Linked DNA regions of Sus scrofa: region 2 is linked to region 1. A link is a contact called in public Hi-C data. All regions are on one chromosome and are shown on one strand. The core of a region is the stretch at or near the end of the contact, and the rest is flanking DNA. Distances in the headings are between cores, read along the strand shown. Region 1 holds the start of LOC100522401 (WASH complex subunit 2A). Region 2 overlaps MARCH8 (E3 ubiquitin-protein ligase MARCH8).

Region 1 (3,817 bases), core at 415-2,914:
AAATGAATTAATACATATAAAGCAGTTGATACATTATATGTGCTTCATAAATGTTAGACATTATTATTAAAAAGGATAGATAAGTAAATTACAATACACTTATGATAGTCTACGGTGAATATTTGTGTGAACCCTTAGAAAATAACTGAGGGGGGCATTTAAAATTATCCTTGGGAATTAGGGAAGTCTTCACTAGAGAGACAGAGGCAAAAACAATGGAAAGCTCAAGAGTTTGATAAACAGAGGCCACTGAGGAAGTGGTAAAATCTATGTTTAATGCTCACAGTATGGTAGGCATTGTGCTGTTTACAAATGTTACCACAGTTCCTGCAAAACATGTAACTTCCTTTTACTGAGGAGGAAAACTCATAAGGATTAAAATAACTTGCCCATGGGCACATAAGAATGGAAAGAAATGGAGTTCCGACTGTGGCATGGGCGTCGTGGAAGCCCTGGGACATAGGTTTGACACCCCGCCCCAGAGGATCCCAGGATGGCCAAAGGATCCCAGGTGGCCAGAGCTGCGCTTAGGTCGCAACTGCGACTCGATCTGATCCCTGGCCTAGAAACTCCACATGCTGTGGAGTGGCCAAAAAAGAAAAACAAAAAAACAAAACCGAAAAAGAATGGAAAGAAATAGGGATCTTCATTTTAAAAAGTAAGTTGGTCTGGAGGAAGAGGGACTCCGCAGAGGGAACTTCAAGGAAGTGTGAGGGGTCGCAGAACGCTGGTGGGGAAGCTGGGCACGTTGAAGAAGGATTCGTAGGCAGGAATCAGATATTAAAGGGCTTTTGCCTGTTATATGAGGAGTTTGAACTTGAATCTGAGGGCACTGGCTAGCGAGTAAAGGATTTTAAACAGTCACCATCCAGTAAATCTGGGCGCCTGTGCGCTGACCCCGCGACAGGCAGCAGAGATGCAGCAAGGAAGAGATGCAGCAGCGAGCTCTTCCTCTGCCCACCGCCTGGAACGTTTAAAACTCCTAGGCTGGTTCTCCCTTTGGCCCTTCTCTCTAAACATACCTCGCTGCCAGGCGTTTCCGGGCTGATCACACCCTGCCAACTGCCCTCTAGCTTAAAATGCAACCCGTCGGACGCACCCCTTCAGCTCCCCCTGGCGTCTGCACCCTTCCTTTCTCCAACTCCCGCCACCATAGCCCGGCTGCAGGCTTTTTTTCTTTTAGTGAAATAGATTTTTAAAAATTTACTTTATTCAAGTATATTTGCTTTACAATGTTTCAAATTCTGCTGTATAACGGTGATTCAGTTATACACACATTTTTTCATATTCTTTTTCTATTAAAGTTTATCACAGGATATTCAATATAGTTCCCTGGGCTATACAATAGAAGTTTGTTTTTTACACATTCCGTACATTAGTCACCATCTGCTAATCCCTAACTCCCCAGCCATCCCTTCCGGACCCCCCTCCGCAATCACAAATTCTCTGTGAACGTGAGTCTGTTTCATAGATAGGCTCATTTATGTCATATATATATCACATCTAAGTGATATATGATAGGTGTCTTTCTGACTTACTTCACTTAGTATGATAACTTCTAGGTCCATCCATGTGGCCACAGGCCTCTTAGAAGAGGTCTAGTGTCCCCAGCCGGCTTCTGCACCTTCCTTCCGGCAGTCCGGCAGCCATCCACTGCCGGTCACATGAGGGGCAGGTCACCGGCGCCGGGGTCATGTGATCTACAGTCACGTGCCTGAGGCACCACTGAGAAGTTCGGCTTCCAGAGACCTTCCAGGCTCAGCGGGTGCGTCCTGCGGGCCCTTGGAGCCCGTGAGGCTGCGCGGCGAGGATGGTGAGAGTGGCAGGTTGGGTGAGGGTTGGGCCCCGGCCCCCTCTGCCCTCCCGGAGCTCAGCGCCTCTTCTCGTCCTTCCCGCTGCAGATGAACCAGACCACCCCCGACCAGGAGCGGGCGCCGGCGTCGGAGCCCGTGTGGGAGCGGCCCTGGTCGGTGGAAGAGATCCGCAGAAGCAGCCAAAGCTGGTCGCTGGCGGCCGACGCGGGCGTGAGAGGCGGGCCCAGGGACGGGAGGGGAGGGCGACTCATCCGGGGTGATGCGGGAGGGAGGATGGGACTCCCCATAAACATCGACTTAACACATCTCTTCTTGCCCTCAAAAACTCCCCGGCGGCAATCCCCAGGCACTTGGGCGGTGGTGGGCCGGTTGTCCTTAGCCCTCTGAGCGCTCCCAAGCAGACAGCGGCCTGGACACCCGGCTGTTTTCCTCGTTGGGGTTTTCCAGACCGGCAACCAACTCCATCCTGAGCTGGGAAATCGGCTTCCGCCGCTCCGCAGGCTTACAATGGCATTACTTCGTCAATTCCATGTTGGGACCTGGACTGAGTGGGGCAGTAGAAAAACTAGTATATGGATATCCTTGAGTGAGACTTTTTAGCTAAGGGCCCACCCAGTAAACTGAAAATGGTCATTCCAAAGTCCCATTTGAAGTAGGATTTTTGGATAAAAGTAGTGGTTTGTTGTTTTGGCTTTCGTTTGCAATCCCTGTAGAATGACAACCAAACAGGACTTAAAAATTCCTCCCAAAATGAGATGGCAAGTATCCGTTGACTCGTTGCCGCTGTTTTGATGAACTTTCTTTTTTTTTTTTTTTTTTTTTAAGGGCCACACCCGCGGCATATGGAGGTTCCCAGGCTTGGGGTGGAATCCGAGCTGTAGCTGCTGGCCTAGGTACTCCACATCCACAGCCCTGACAGATCTGAGACACGTCTGCGATCTACACCACAGCTCAAGGCTGATGAACTTTCTTAATGTTTTTTGATGCTACTTGGTCATAAAGCTGTCAAAAGCAGAATCCCTTTTACATTCCAACACACACACACAAAAGGAAATGGGTTCTTTCCTGTTTTGATATGCAGAATAGATGTGTATAATATTGATACTACTGTATGTTTATTTTTTAAATAGCTGCTACAGTTTCTACAGGAATTCTCACAGCAGACTATCTCTAGGACCCATGAAATCAAGAAACAAGTGGATGGACTAATTCGGGAAACTAAAGCCACAGATTGTCGCCTGCATAATGTCTTCAATGACTTCCTTATGCTGTCTAATACCCAGTTCATTGAGAACGTGAGTCAGATTTATAAATAAATACTACTTTTAGGAGGAGCAAGAGCCATTGTAATACTCCATGATCTATTATTAGGTTCTCTACTAAATTTTGGTGGAAGTAGTGGTTCTTTATAATTAATGCCTCACCCCCTTTTTTATTAGTAAATTTTTTTAAGCCTTTGAAAAAACCTAATGATAAAATTTCCTCATATTCCAGTGTTTCCATCGGTTTTTGGTTTTGGAGTAGTCGGTGTTGTGCAGAATTGCATGACACTCCAACAAACCTTGTTATTGAGCATACTCTGTACGGAGCTGTACAACTGGTCTGATCCTCTGGGCACCAGTGTATTATTGATTGTATCCAATATTGATAAGTTATAGTAAAGTCGTGTGTGTGTCTACTTGGAATATTCCCAACTAACATTTTGTTATGATGGCTGAACCTATGTTGTTGTTGTTATTTCGCTTTTTAGGGCTGCACCAAAGGCATATGGAAGTTCCCAGGCTAGGTGTCTAATTGGAGCTATAAGCTGCCAACCTGCACCACAGCCACAGCAATGTGGGATCTGAGCTGAATCTGCGATGTACACCACAGCTCACGGGAATGACAGAGCCTCAATCCACTGAGCAAGGTCAGGGATCAAACCTCATGGATACTTGTCTGGTTCATTACTGCTGAGCAACAGGAACTCCAACGTTCTTTTAGTTTTTAAAAAACTTTTTAGG
Region 2 (3,893 bases), core at 935-3,434, 230 kb after region 1:
TACTGAAGGGAACTGGGGCTCCATTGAGGAGGAAGAGGGGAAGGCAACCTATAATATCCACTCTAGTCTTTTGGTTATAATGCTACTCTTTTGATGTCTATTATGCCATCAGTATTTTGTGTTACACTTATTTTTTACGTGGGTCATATCAGGTGTCTTGCTTTTTTTTCTGAGTGGTGTGACCTCTGCTTTAAAATGACAGAGTAAAGCCAAATTTCAAAATATCCTTCCTTTTAGACTTAATGATATGAACAGCAAATGGATTAAAACTACCCAAAATATACCAACAGCAAATTCAAAGAACACAGCTGATGGTCAGTGAGAGAAATGAAAGTTTCCAAAAATTCAGAGTTTTGGCTTCAGAGGCATTCTAACCCCTCACTGTGCAGAGGCTCTAGGAGAGAAGAGAACAGTGAGCAAAATTCTGTAAAATCCCTAAGGTGTGTGGCAGGAGAGTGGGTGGGTACTGCAGTGCTGGCTGTCCCTGAATGTTTCTCTCATGTGACAAAGAAAAGATAACGGGAGATCATTCTTTTGGTATGTCCAGGCTGGGAAAGACGTAGAGAAGAAAGGCAGAATGACGGTAAACCCCGGAGCTGATTATCTTCATCAGTTAACTGGGAGTCAGCAGAACACCTGACAAAAGCAGGTTTCTGGAGAACAGGGAGTGGATGAAGGGGCACATGGTGAGCCCCAGGTGACTGAGAACTCCCTTATCTCTCACTCATGGCTGAGTGGGGGTGGGTAGTGAATTTGCAGGAAAGGGAATGATTCCCAAGGAACAACTTGGGCTGACTCTCTGTGATGGAAATGAAATCTCACAAGGATGGAGGGAGTTGCAGAATGTCAGGGAAGGAGAGACTATATCCCTTGGAGAAGAGAGCAGTAAGGCTGCTTAAAGCCTTAGCCCCAGGTGAGCTGGATCCCTTTTTCCTTTAACACTCTCCACGAATCTCTCTCCTCATAGCACACCTGCGCAAAGCTGCTGGGATGTAGCTGGGAGGGGAAGGGTTCCCCTAGATTACACAGTAGCACCTACAGAGATGCTACATAGAACATCCTGGGAAGAACATCCTGAGCCAATGAGAAGACACAGGCCTCTGCACACACAGCAAGGTGGAGAGAAAGGCACAGTGCTCACTGAAGAAAGATGCAGTCTGTTCTGCAAGAAATAATAATTTCCCTTCAAAAAAGAAGAGAATTCCTGCCTGAGCTATTAAAAACCCAAGTTTCATAGAACATAGGCTTAGAAATGGCGATGATAATAAAATAACAGAATGAGGTGGAAAAGGAAGAAAACGGGGCCAAGGAGACTCAGAGAGAACGAATTTGCAGAACAAACAGATTAGAAGCAGCTAGGAACAGAATGGTCATGGCTGAAAAATTAACTTACTGACAGAGCACTATCTTGAGATATTCCGTGAGTGAAGAAGAAAAAGAAGCAAAGATTGAAACAGGTGAAAATGGTAGGTGTGGTATTGGACTTCCTGGAGGCAGAGCTGAGGTAGAAGAATGGGCCTTCCGTTTTTTGTTCAAGTTCCTCTTGGAATTAGGTTTTTGGTGGCAGAGGATTTAATACTTTAGACAGCACTCATTTGGAAATGTGTAAGCATTGACAAATGGTGAAAATGACTGTTCATGTTCTTCACAGAAGAATACCAATGAGATGAAAGATTTATTTATAGCCTGAGAGACCAGGAAAATTCCCCTTTGAAGCAATTTGTTTCCTGGCAGTGATAACTGAAAGCCTCCCTCCCCCACCATGTCATGATTTTCTGTGCTTTGCAAGAACTGGTCTTTTGCTAAATGTAAATACTGACTTGCGATCTCAGGGCAAGCTGCTTTTCTTACAGCCAGAACCTACATTGTAGGACAGGTTCTACGGAGAAAAAAAGAATTATTTTGTTCTCTCAGACATCTGTGGTTAATCATTGACATTTTCTACTTAAAAAAAAAAAAAAGTCTCTCAAGTCCAGGTGATAGGTTAGCATGAAAGAAGAGCAAACAGATCCACTAACATTTACTTTAGTTGACTAGAAAACTGAACTTTCATTCCTGGCATGCCAGCAAGTATGGTTTAGAATCTTTACATTGCAAATTGCTGTGGGGAGTGAACCATAGAGCAGAAACTGGTTGCTGGAATGGACTTGTCATGAATTATTCATTCACTACCTAGTTCCTAGGAAATCAGCTGGAGGAAGTAGTTAGTCCAGTTTGATCATGGGAGTGGCATTCAGAGAGTTCCAGCAAGCCCTTGCAAGTCCAGCGACGGTGTGCTTCTGCTGGGTGCTGGAAGGCAGCAGCTGCTCTGCTTTGCAGGCAGAACCCAGGAGCATGCTGCTGGGGGACAGCTGCACTGAGGACTCCCTGATGCTTCTTGCCGGAAAATGAAGCTTCAGGTAGGAAAAGTGCCCTGTTAGCAGTAGCCGGATTTCTCATTGATCTTAGAGATGCCCCTAGCTCTTATGGAACAAAGCTACATAGAACTAGAGTTGCTCAAGGATGCCTCACTCGTGGGGCTCCCAACCAGAGAAGCTTAGCAGTTTAATTCTGTTTTCAGGGATGTCCTTTGCTTCTCACAAAACTGTCCCTTAAAATTGTAAAAAGTATTCTTATGCCAAATAAGCATTTAAGAATATAAATTATAAGCCTATTCTTTTTTCACGATGTCTCTTACTCTTAGTGTAAAAAATGTCTTTTCAACTGACATGATATTGACCATATAATTTAAAATCATGGAACTATGGCTTTGGAAAATCATGAGAAAGACAGCTTGGCTTATAATTTGAATAAGCATAGCTGCAGGCTCCATAGCGTTTTCTAGAGGAAGTGTTGTTTTCAGAAGGCACCTTGGTTCCTTCTGCTGGAGCATTCTTTATGGGAAGATCTTTTAGCTTCTCATAAGATGGAAAATGCATAAAAGATGGAACAGTAACAAAGGGTCTTTGTTCTGTTTGTTGGTATTATTTACTCTGTGTGTGCATGTGCATGCACCGTCTCTCTCCCCCTCCCTCTCCCACTCCCCCCCCTCCAATAAGCCAGACATGTAAGTTCTAATTTCATTTGGCAGGGACATTCTAATGTTGCCATTTGCATGTCTGTCAGATTTTGTATGGATGCATTCTGTTAACTTTGCCGAGGCTAGAGATGCTCTTGAGATGGAGGGACAAAAACAGTAAAGATGAAAAGAATCAGCCTCAGGGGATCTGGGCTAAATTGGATATATGTATTCCATCATGAAGTATGATTTATAGTTTTGAAACTCTTAAGGAAACAAACATGCCTTGAACACATACACTCTGAGACAACCAAAGAAGACCAATACTCTTCTGCACCATTTTCTTAAGCTCCAGGAGAAAAGGGGATCTATGTTTTGTTCCCTCATCATTCCCAAGGGCCTAGAACAGTACCTGGAACACAGTAGGTGGTCAATACATGTGTTCCCTGAATGAGTAGGTTCTATACTAAAGAAATTGAATAGTCCTACTACAAAAGTAACGGGAAGTATTTACGGTAATACAATTTCTATAATAACTTTTATAACAAGTGTGTTCTGAATTGTATTGATTAAGATTTTTTCAGCAAACTTTGAGAATTTATGTATTTGGGGGATATTTTAAGAGTCTTAAAGTGTCAGAATTAAAGTTTGTTCATTTTACTCTTTGTATAATTGTTTTTTAAAAAATCAACAATGTATACAAAGACCTTTAATTTTTTAGCATAATGTTACTTCATATTCAAAAAATGAATATGAAAAATACTTAATGGAAAATGTATTTGAAATCAATATATTACTAAGAATATTATTATTTTAATCATGCCATGTTACATGTAACATTTTAAGAAGCATTTAATTTATCCATCTATGTCAGAAGGCTTTTTGAAATTATAAA

Evidence for each region. Hi-C and Micro-C count contacts between places; a contact is called where the count stands out from the background.
Region 2: a contact with region 1 is called in a Hi-C map of liver, with 3 times the contacts expected there. The contact joins the enhancer-like site here to the promoter of LOC100522401 in region 1. A contact is called at or near these places in 1 of 5 promoter capture datasets (liver) and 1 of 47 Hi-C or Micro-C datasets (liver).

The regions. Positions count from the first base shown.
Region 1 is chr14:90,580,735-90,584,551 of Sscrofa11.1, forward strand. LOC100522401 (WASH complex subunit 2A) reads left to right here and starts at 1,665. Exons shown (of 33, transcript XM_003133111.6): 1 at 1,665-1,813; 2 at 1,902-2,024; 3 at 2,945-3,109. The coding sequence starts at 1,811.
Region 2 is chr14:90,808,102-90,811,994 of Sscrofa11.1, forward strand. The region is part of intron 2 of MARCH8 (E3 ubiquitin-protein ligase MARCH8); the gene reads left to right. Among named protein-coding and RNA genes, the nearest start is that of MARCH8, 84 kb to the left of the region's middle. Within about 2 kb of position 2,185, at least 19 of the 83 cell types and tissues checked have an H3K27ac peak or open chromatin away from gene starts, as enhancers often do. A contact at or near this core is called in liver, where this site is marked.